Linked DNA regions of Mus musculus: region 1 is linked to region 2. The links are chromatin contacts, called in public promoter capture Hi-C maps. All regions are on one chromosome and are shown on one strand. Each heading gives the region's core, a stretch centred on a gene start, on an enhancer-like site or on the middle of the called end of the contact. The rest is flanking DNA. Distances are from core to core; before and after follow the strand shown.

Evidence for each region. Promoter capture Hi-C pulls out the DNA fragments that hold promoters and counts their contacts.
Region 1: a contact with region 2 is called in a promoter capture Hi-C map of embryonic stem cells, with 2.6 times the contacts expected there. The contact joins the promoter of Tnfrsf19 here to the promoter of Mtmr6 in region 2. A contact is called at or near these places in 5 of 39 promoter capture datasets (the C10 cell line, embryonic stem cells, hippocampal neurons and 1 more).

What each region holds. Positions count from the first base shown.
Region 1 is chr14:61,045,550-61,050,703 of GRCm38.p6, forward strand. It overlaps Tnfrsf19 (tumor necrosis factor receptor superfamily, member 19), which reads right to left and starts at 1,306. Exons shown (of 10, transcript NM_013869.5): 1 at 566-1,306. It overlaps Gm41167 (a long non-coding RNA gene), which reads left to right. Exons shown (of 3, transcript XR_874677.2): 3 at 4,617-5,073.
Region 2 is chr14:60,261,154-60,266,750 of GRCm38.p6, forward strand. Mtmr6 (myotubularin related protein 6) reads left to right here and starts at 4,052. Exons shown (of 14, transcript NM_144843.4): 1 at 4,052-4,208. The coding sequence starts at 4,185. It overlaps Gm38641 (a long non-coding RNA gene), which reads left to right. Exons shown (of 3, transcript XR_874661.1): 2 at 952-1,272; 3 at 2,518-2,754.

The DNA of each region.
Region 1 (5,154 bases), core at 56-2,555, 780 kb after region 2:
CCCTGTTTCCGAGTTCCTCCGCTTTACACTTGAAAGGCTTCAGTCCTAAATGCCTTTGCAGAGATTCCCTTGGGAATGCGAATGGCAAGGACACATGTGCGATAGATTCACATCTCCCGGAGGCCGGAGAATAAAGTAGTAATATTGCTAGGATTGCTAGAGAGGAGTTTTGCTCCGTAGGGTGGGGGGAGATAGGGGAAGAGAAAGGAAGGTGGGGTGGGAGTGAGGGGGTGTTAACAGAATCCCACCGTTTCTAAATAAAGTAAGAGGAGGTTTTCCAGCCCAGCTTCCAGCGTCTGAAACCCTGCTGGCAACAAACATTAGCGAGGCTCTGTTTTTGTCCTGTTGGAACTACTCACTTCCAAGTAAGATTTGCATGACAGATATCAAACTCTTGTGCAAACCGCGAAACAATTGCATCAAGAATCAAATTCAGTTTCACGTGCACGCAGCCTGGTGCTGGACTTGGCTTCAGGCATGCTTGCTGGGAGCTGATAGCCATTTTTCCCCCTTTGAACATGCGAGGAAAACGCAGTGAAAGTTCCAACCACACACGAACGCCTACCTGCTACTCGCCAGTGCTGTGCTCCAGACTCACGCTTTCCGCAGCTTGGTAGCACTTCCGCGCCAAACGCTTTTACCTTCCCAAAAATGTGTGTGGGCGCAAGCCCAGACAAACTTCAAATCCAGGAAAATGGATTACCCGCGCAGATCAAAGGCAGGCGAACTAGGAGATGGAGTGCCTGTAATCTGATCGCCGATCAGTTGCTGCGCATCAAAGGCAAGGCTGAGTTTACTCGCTACGCGCGCAGATCTAGAAAGTTCGCTACCGTCTGGTTCTTTTGTTAAACGTGGGCCACGTTGTTCTGCCCCAGCTCTGGAGAGCAGGCTTCCCCAGCCTGGGCTGAGCGGCTGGATCTGCAGCTCTCTCTCGCGGTGCCCCAGCTGGGCTGCCTAGTGCCAGCGCTGCTGCGCCGCATCCCTTTCATCTCGCTGAGTGGCAGCTCCCATGACATCATGCCGTGCCGTGGGGCTGGCCGGGAGAAGCCAGTCAGCCTGATTTCTAGTCGCGTTGGTCTGTGCCTCGCCCGCGACAGCCCTGCAGTGTGTCTCTTGGCTGGGAGGGACACACCAGGACTGCTCTGGGCCTCTGTGCTCCGGGCCTGTAAGGTCCTGGATCGTTGCAGGTTCCAGTAGACAGCATCAAGCCGCTGCCTGTGACAAAAAGCACGAAGTCCCTACCAGAGCAGGGTAGTCCGAAACGCAGCAGAGCGGCACAGCAGTGTTTAATTAGGCCGTTTCTCCGAACACCTGCCTTACACCGCCAGGGTCACAGGCAAACGTTTTAAAAAGCTTGATTCCCCACCCCCAACCCCACGCGCGCGGCTCCCCACCCCAACACACACATACTGCGACAAGTCTTTAAGAATTAGTAAAATGTCTTTTCCTGGTGAAAGTATTACAGGTGGCGCCAGTCAAGTATGGCTTTCATTGAGTGAAGGAGTGGATACTACAACTTACAGAGATACCGCCACTAGCTCACTGGACACCTGGGTCAGAAGCTTGTTAATCTAAATTTGGGGTCCTAATAAAACAACAACAACAAAGGATGCCTTCCTTCTGAGTTGCAATCATGGATACCTCTAGCGACTCCTAAAAGTCACAGAAAGGTGACTTAGAGGAAAGCATTTGCTTGCAATCACTCCACAGCTTCTGTCCCAGGCAAAGCACAAATCACAGTTTGGATCCAGCTGAGAAATCGCCACCTTATTTTCTGTACTGTAAAACGGAACTTAGTGTCCGTTGTTTAGAATACCCACGAGGCTGGTAAAGCACTGTGGTCGGAATGTGGCATGTTTTTGAACATGGAGCTGTTTATTCTGGGAGAGAGAAAAGATTTCCATTATATGATGGAACTGCATCTGTTTGCAGAAGGGCACTGAAAAATATCATCTGCAGCACCCTTAGAGGAACCCACTTCCTTCCTGTGACTTCCTTCTCTTATCAGTTGCATCTCATTTTTCCTGGTGTGATATTTAAAAATAGTTTATGCCCTGTCTATCTCCAGCTGTCTTTGATTCCTGTGTAAATCTTGATGGCAAAATACTTGGTTTGTGAGTTCATTGTAACACTTAAATAGATCTATTTGGTTTCCAGTATTTTTCCCCAGTGGGAGGTGGAGGCTGAACCCCAGGGCCTGTTCATGCCCTCCATCTCTGAAATGTCCCTGAGACACATGGGGCTTACTTTGTACTTGTTTGTTTTCTTTTTCCTTTTCGAGACAGGGTCTCCAGTGTCATGAGCTGGCCTCAAAAGTGCTGTTTATTCAAAGACAGCTTTGAACTCTTGATCCTCCTAAAGGCTGGAATTACAGACATCCACTGCTACATTCAGTTTATGTGATTATGGTTTCTGAACTTAGGGCTTCATGCATATTAAACAAGCACTCCACCAATTGAACAATGTACCCAGCCTCACATCCTTCAAATGAGCAGGCATGCTTTTGCATACTATCCCAAGACACCTGTACCTACAGAGCTCCTGAGCTCCAAGGACTCATGAAATCAGGGGCAAACTATTTCCAAGAAGGCTGACTTTTCTCTGAGGTAACCCAGATGTTCCATGGTCTAGGGTCCATGCCCAGAGCCTTCATCAAGTTTGCTGTTCCAGAGCCAATGGAAACTGCTAGGTGCTCTTATCTCTGGGTGAGCAAGTTGCTTACAGGTCTCTACAGTTTACCACCCATGGGAAATGGGCAAGGATTGAATTCAGATGCTTATGTTTCTAGAAGCTTCCAGAAGGCATCTGGAAGCTACAGCTTCAAGGAACACGCCAGTCAAACCAGCTCTACGTGAATCTCACAAAGCAACACTGGTTGCTCAAATGCCTTAGCCCTATGCACTTGAGTTGGTCTTTTCTGAGACAAGAACTATCCATGTGGGAAATGAATCAACCCTGATGTTAGAGCCCCAGCTGTCCCCAGATGCAGAGGGTGGCTAAAGGCTGGTCTCCAAGGAAGAGTGACGGCTTGTTTGCACTGTGCTCAACTGAACTTCCTGCAATGTGAGATGTGTGTGGCCCAGCCCTTGAGACTCTGAAGGCAGTTGAGGGCTTGAAGGGGAGGCTCATCCCCTTTACCTCCAGGAGGCACAGAAGAAGGTGGGCAAAATCATTCAGCCAGTCAAGAAACTTGCTGCCAAGTCAAATGACTTAAGTTTCATCCCTAGGACCCACATGTTATTCACTGAGCTCACATGCACACACGATTAAATAAATAAATAAATAAATAAATAAATGTAATAATTTTAAAGATTAAAAGAGAACACAGATAAGTGAAATAAAATTAGATATTCTGTGTCCAGGAACCTATCACTATACTTGACATAAAGTCATGTGTCATTTAACTATGGGGATTTTTTTTTCTGAGAAATCTATCATGCAAACATCAGAATGGGTTACACAAATCTAGATAGTGTTATCTACCATACACTTAGGGAATCTGGTATACACACACACACACACACACACACACACACACAGAGAGAGAGAGAGAGAGAGAGAGAGAGAGAGAGAGAGAGAGAGAGAGAGATTAGTATATTGTTCATGATGAACCAAGTAATATTAAATTCAAACTCAGAGAAGGTGATGCAGTTGGAAGATGGAGTGGATAGTGGCAGAGTAACAGGCCTGTGTTACAGTGTTACAGTGTTACAGTGACCTTTTTTTTTAAATAAGAAAGCATATACTATTGATAATGAAAAAACATAAACACATAACTACACGAACCAGCAGCATGGTGCCTGTTGCTATTAACAAGTATTATGTCACATATTCTGGGACACAGCTATCTTAGGAACACTCAGCCACAGCATTTTGTCATTAACTCCTGGTTCCTTATCACAGCATAAATGGCAACTCTTACTCTCTTTACAAAGTTGCACTTTGGCCACTTGACTATGCAGCTGGAGAGTCAGCCTTTTGATACAGTAGAGTTGGATACAGTTCTCTAACATTGTAACTGGTCAGACAGACATCATCAAAGGACAGAAAGAGCTGCTGGGGAAGCATGGAGGAGAGGCCTCTCATGTTGCCCCTCCACCGCCACTAATTTTCTCATCCCTGGAAACATCCTTCCTTTGTTTATGTATTCTTCTTCATTGGTTTTTTTTTTTGCTCTTGCTTCTTCTCCCTCCTCATCCTTCTATTTCTTCGTTTGAGACAGAATTTTATATGTATTCCAGGCTAGCTTCTAATTCATGATCCTCTGTCCTCTCTTAGTTTGCTTTCCTGTTGTTCTGATAAAACATTCTGAAGAAAAGCGACTTAAGGTAGGCGAGGGGAAAGGGATCATAGTCCATCACTGAGGGAAGTCACGACATGCAAGCAAGCCAGGGACCCGTCAGAAAACATGGAAGAAAGTTGCTTTTTTGTTGGCTCTCTGGATCATTTCAGTTGGCTTTCATATACATCCCAGACACTGCTCCCCCATCACCACCACCTAGAGATGTGGCCCTCCTACACCAGTCATCAATCAAGCAACTTCTCACAGTTATTGGTCACACTGGCCACGTTAATCTGATCTTGGCAACTACTCACTTAAGGCTTCCTTTTCCCAGATCCAGAGCTCAGGATGACCAGTGATCTCTACCATCACATGCTTTGCCGTCTCCAGAATGCTGATTGAGAGAAGCATACAATATGCTACGAGGAGCAGATTGAATCCTGAGTGAACGTGTGTTGTTGGCAGGAATACAGCTATGCCTCAGACCTTCAGAAATGGCAAAACCCTCCTCTGGCTCAAGTACCAGTATTGAGGAAAGATTAACCTTTATTTAAAACCATTGTGTGAAAAGCTTTCCTTGGGGGTATGTCCAGATGTTGAGCAGGGTGTCTTGAAAAGCACCAAGCCCAGCTTCCTACTTCCTTGTAGAGTCCTCCCAATGAGACCGGTTGACCCACCTCCTTGTGCAGCATAGAATAAAGGGACCAGGCTTCTGTATTGTATCTTCCATCAGGTAAAGAACAGCTTATCCACATAGTGCACGCCTTTAATCCCAGCACTCCGGAGGCAGAGGCGGGCAGATTTCTGAGTTCAAGGCCAGCTTGGTCTACAAAGTGAGTTCCAGGACAGCCAGGGCTATACAGAGAAACCCT
Region 2 (5,597 bases), core at 2,802-5,301:
AAGGGACCTAGCACTGTCTTACATTTGGTTGAATTGTACACAATAGACATATTTTGATGATTCACATTTTACCAACATAAGAACAGTTCTCAAAGAGAATAAGAGTTTGTTGGGGTCCAGGAGTCACTGCATAAGCCACATGAACACCGATCTCAGTCAGACATGGATAGTTTATTGAGCTATGCCCCAGGACTGATCAATCATGGCCACAGGTCAGTCGGGAGCTGGCTGCAATGCTGAATCAATTCGTTCCAAGTTATTCCACTCATCAGGATTTAGGGATAGGGGATTTCCCTAGGAACATGTCTTTGTTGTATATTTAATCTTACTCGCATTGGTTGGGGTATTCAACTGTACAGGGATCTTGTCTTGCCTAACATTCATGTCTTAACTTCCTACCAGGATGTCTGCTACCCATGTGCATGTCTTTCAGTTCCCAGGGAGGTCTTGGATATTTAAACTTTATTTGATCCCTATTCAAAGTGGATGCCTTATTCTAAATAGATGCAGGTGTCTCTCTTATGGTGGGGTCCATCCCAGGGACAGCTTATAAAGGCAAATACCTTAAAAGCTCAACATAGGTGCAGGAAGTGTTGCTGGGTGGTTGGTTCCTGCCCAAGCTTGTTATGACTGACTATAGAAAGCAGTTCTAACTTACTTCTATTGTGATTGTTTTCCAAGAACACCAAAGCACAGAACATCCTAGTAACAGCAGTAACAACATATGAAAAAGTTTTCTTATGACATTGGTAACCATACCAAACGTCAGGCTAGACAGATAACAGTTATTCAGACCTTAACATTTTATTTAGGCCTTAACAAGTTAATTCTAGAGCCAGATTCCCCCTCCTTTATAAAGCGTGTCTGCCATTAAACATTTGAACCTTGAGCAGACTAGTTGTCTTGGTTCTATTATTTCTCAACCCACCTAAGCTCCCTCTTTTCTTTCAGCTCCAGGTTGCCTCCCAGGCTTGAACCCGGACATGTGAGCCGCTAGCCGGCTCGCAACAATTTGGCATCCCACGCGGGGCCTGGGAAAGGCAGAAGATACTGGAAGAAACACTGCTGGTTTAGAGCTCCATGGAAGAATAAAAGAATTAAAGAAAATTTGTACCGGGGCACGAAGCAACGGGTAAAAGGTTGCTAAGGGTGTGGTACTAAGCTGGAACAGCGTGCTGACCCGTGCGCTGGATTCGCTTAGGTTCAGCAGTGATATCAGAATCTAGGAATGCAGCAGGCAGTCGGCCGCAGCTTTCAGAAGCTGCTTTTTAGGTGAGAGAAATGAAAGGGTGTAAATCAATGAACAGGCAGATGGCCGTAGTTGGAAACAGGCAGGAGGAAAGCTCCACTCTAGATAATCTCCTTAGTGGCAGCAAGGTCAAGTTCTGACTCAGCCTGCTTCAGGCTTAAGGGAGGCTACACATGTTCAAGGGACACATACCCAGGTTACCTCAAATACCATGCTATAACATGTTAGGAAATGTATGAAACTTTTATACTAATAGAACAAAGAATGTTATATGTCAAGCCATTTTGCAGCTATATCAGTGGAAACATCCAGAAGGCAGATTACAGCAAGGCAGACCAGTCTCTGCTTTGGTCTCAGATGCTCTCTGACAACAGTATTAGCCTTTGGGTTGGTGGAAGCTAGGGATCTTTTTTGTACATTCTAAAAGGATAAATACAACAGTCATAAGGGTGTTAGGTCACACGCAAAAATGGACAATAAGTTGGTGACTATTTGGGGGGCTAAAGATAGCTCACTATAACTTGGCTCCCGCTTCCTAATCAGATCTCGTTATTTGGCCAGATTCTTACTGATAGTTACTGCATTTCTGACAAACATTAACTTAAGTTCTCCTTTTAAAAATATGTTTTTGTGAAAGATCTCAAATTATTAAAAGAATTGCTCAATGAAGGAGCTAGAGAAAGGACCCAAGGTGCCAAAAGGGTTTGCAGCCCCATAGGGGGAACAACAATATGAACCAACCAGTATCCCCCCAAAGCTCCCAGGGACTAAACCACCAACTAAAGAGTACACATGGTGGGACTCATGGCTCCAGCTGCACATGTAGCAGAGATGGCCTAGTTGGTTATCAATGGGAGGAGAGCCCATGGTCCTGTGAAGGCTCTATGCTCCAGGGTAGGGAATGCCAGGGCCAGGAAGCAGGAGTGGGTGGGTTGGTGAGCAGGGGGAGGGAAGAGGGGATAGGGGATTTTCAGAGGGAAAACCAGGAAAGAGGATAACATTTGAAATGCAAATCAAGAAAATATCTAATAAAAATATGTTTAAAAAAAAAGACTTGCTTATGGAGGAAATGAAGACTAACCAAAACCAAATAAAGTTGATTGATAGAGCTTAAGGGTGGCCTGTTTGGAAATCTTTTAAACATTTTTAAATCGTGAACCCTTTTCAGCAGAAAAACTTTTATTTATCTTTGGTTATATAGGTACTTACAATAGGTGTACAAATCAAACATTTGCTGATAATATTTTGCTTGTTTGTTTTTGTTACAGTCTCACTATGTGGAACAGCATGCTCTGAAATTTACAGGCAACAACTTGCCTCTGTCTCTGAAGTGCTGGGATTAAAGTCATGCCCCAGCATACAAGGTAAATTTATTTTTACAAACAATTCTTTTGTACACATACATCTTTACTACTTAATTATGAGTAGAACAGAGATAGATATGTTTTTCTGATACAGCTCAATTCAAAGATACACTAATTTGATATATACTAAGGAATAATAGGAAAATATGAAAAGTTTTGCTTTCTGTAATCAAACTGCTCTTTCTATAAGAGTAGCAATGTTTGTACAAACTGTAAAGACACCACAATTCATAACACATAGTAGATGAAATCTGATCTGAGGCAGTTACTGTCATGAACACAGCAAAGTACAGTTGTAGAGATTTGAGACCCAAAGCTTATTCCAGAAGCAAAGCCAGAGATAGGCTGCGTTTTTAATCAAGTTTTGGTCAGCTCCTGGTCCCCAGGGTTGCCATGAACAGTTTAAAAGTGTTGGTTTAATTGAAAGGTCTTTTGCAGGAGGCAGCCAGAGAAGCAAGGAGAGAGCACACCAGCTACCCGTTAGGAAGGCAAACTGCCCATCCCAGCCATTTTTGTTTATTTACAAAAGACAAAGATCAGAAAAGTTTCTAATAAGAATTTAACAGATGGGCTGTTGAAATGGCTTAGTGTGTAACAGCACTGACCACTCTTCCAAAGGACTTGAGTTCAAATCCCAGCAACCACATGGTGGCTCACAACCATCCATAATGAGATCTGATGTCTTCTTCTGATGTGTCTGAAGACAACTGCAGTGTACTTATTTATAACAATAATTAAATCTTTGGGCCAGAGCGAGCAGAGGTCCCTAAATTCAATTCCCAACAACCACATAAAGGCTCACAACCATCTGTACAGCTACAGTGTACTCACATACAAAAAAAAAAAAAAAAAAAAAAAACAACAAAAAAAAAAAACTTAAACAAAAAGAACTTAACAGATAAGCCATCTTTCCAACCCTGAGCAATATCTTTCAAATTAAAAAAAGACATTCATGTAGCATCTTAAATTAAAGTGCAGCCTTATCTATAAGCCTGTAAGAGTAATATCCTGCCCCTTGGTAACAAAGACCATACAAAATGTACTCAAACTTAATACTGATAATCATAATAGAATTTAATAGTTCATTACAGGAGCCCAGTGCTCCATGAGTTTCTAAATGTAATTTAACCTGGAATTTAGAGGTATCCAGTCTCGCACTCACTGGAAAATTCCTTTTGGTCAGGAAAAGGAATATCTTTAAACCTAGAAAAAGCTTCTAGTCCCTCTTGCTGATCCTTGTCTAGCTGAACATGTGGGTTAGCTTGGTTGGCCGGGGCAATACCAGTCCTCCATCAGAGAGGGCGCTGTACAACAGGCCATGCATGTGGCCCAGCTAGCATACGCTCTCTATGGGCGACACTCAGCCGGCTGTCAGGATCCCCTCTGAAGCTAAGATTTGCGGAAGTGTTTCTAGGCGACAGAGCTCTCAGATGACGCCTGCGCAGTGCCACCGGCGGCGGGGGTGGCTGACGCTGCCGGGTTGAGGGAGTTCCTGCGGGTGGCTGTCACCGCCCCGTTTCTCTCCCGATGGTGCTCTCCTGAGGCCAGCTGCCTGCGGGCGTCGCCCCGGGATGGAGCACATCCGGACAACCAAGGTAGTCGGCGGGAGATCCTCGCAGCTGCCGGGGTCCATTGGGCAGAGGCGGACGGGCAGTTTGGGGGTGCGGGGCCTCCGTTGAGGGCCGGCAGTTTGGGGGTGCGGAGGCCGTGTGGACAGCGCAGGCGCCTTGGCAGGAGGTGCTTGGGGAGTCGGCAAACGGTGGCCGCCCAGCGAGCTTTGCTCTTTTGGACAAGACTGGGGCTGCTTTTTACTTTGGGGGATTTCGGCCGATCGCCGCCTGGCTCGCCCCCAGGCTGGTGGGTCCAGTTATCCATCAGTGCTGTGCTGTTCTTGAACCAGTCTTGCTCTGGTTTAAGTGCCCCGCCCGCTCTTTTCCGCGGTGCAAATATTAGCGCATCCGAGGCCACTCACTTTTCTAGTTCTCCAGACACTTAGAGTTGATACTTCTGTGCTTCCAACTTTAGGCATTGTCTTAAGTGTAGGGAGCCAACTTGACAGCAGTTATGCAGAAGGGGAAAGAAAGGCTGTGTCATATTGTAAAAGGTCCATGGAACTTTCCTATAACTGAGCTTGTTTGTCAAGTCCGTGCTTAATTTTTCTGTGTGAGAAGAATTCAGAGAATGGCCAAACTTCAGCCTCAGAAAGGGCCAAAACAGAAATGGAGATCAAAGGGCGTGAATGACCTTTTAAGATGAGGAAAAACACCTCTCTGGGCTTTGCCAGAGCCTTAACTGTCACTTACTGTCTGTCCTAAAGGTCTTAAAGTTACAGGTCATTTGGGAATAAACTGCATTTTTTTCTTCATTATTCTTTAAAACGCTTCACAGTCCTTGATGTTATGGATAACATAACATGAATTTTTGTTAGGATTTATTTTGGAGTTTGCCTATACTATTTGTAGGAAATGTGGAGGTGCTCCTCTTCCAAAATTTTGGTTTTTTTGAGACAAGGTTTCTCTGTGTAGCTCTGGCTGTCCTGGAACTTGCACTGTAGACTAGGCTGGCCTTGAATTTACAGAGAGCTATCCTCCTTTGATTCCAAGTGCAGGGATTAAAGGTGTGCACCACCACTGCTTGGCAGATTTTATTTATTTATTTAAAGAGAAGGAACGTTTAAGTTGCTGACATTTAAAATTTGAAAATGGGAGGATGATTCGATGTACAGCAGAGGGTGCTAAGGCAGGGAAGAGAATGAGAGTGAGCATGGGAGCCCTTCTTGTCCCTGTCACAGGGCCCTAACAGCTGTCGGCTCAGAAACTGCCTTCTACTCTGAACCTCATTGCTTGTTTGCTGCTGAGAATCTCTCTCTCTCTCTCTCTCTCTCTCTCTCTCACACACACACACACACACACACACACATCAGTGAAAGCAAACAGAATCCAGTGAACTAAAAACACCCTGATCACTAAGTGAGCACTGGTGGG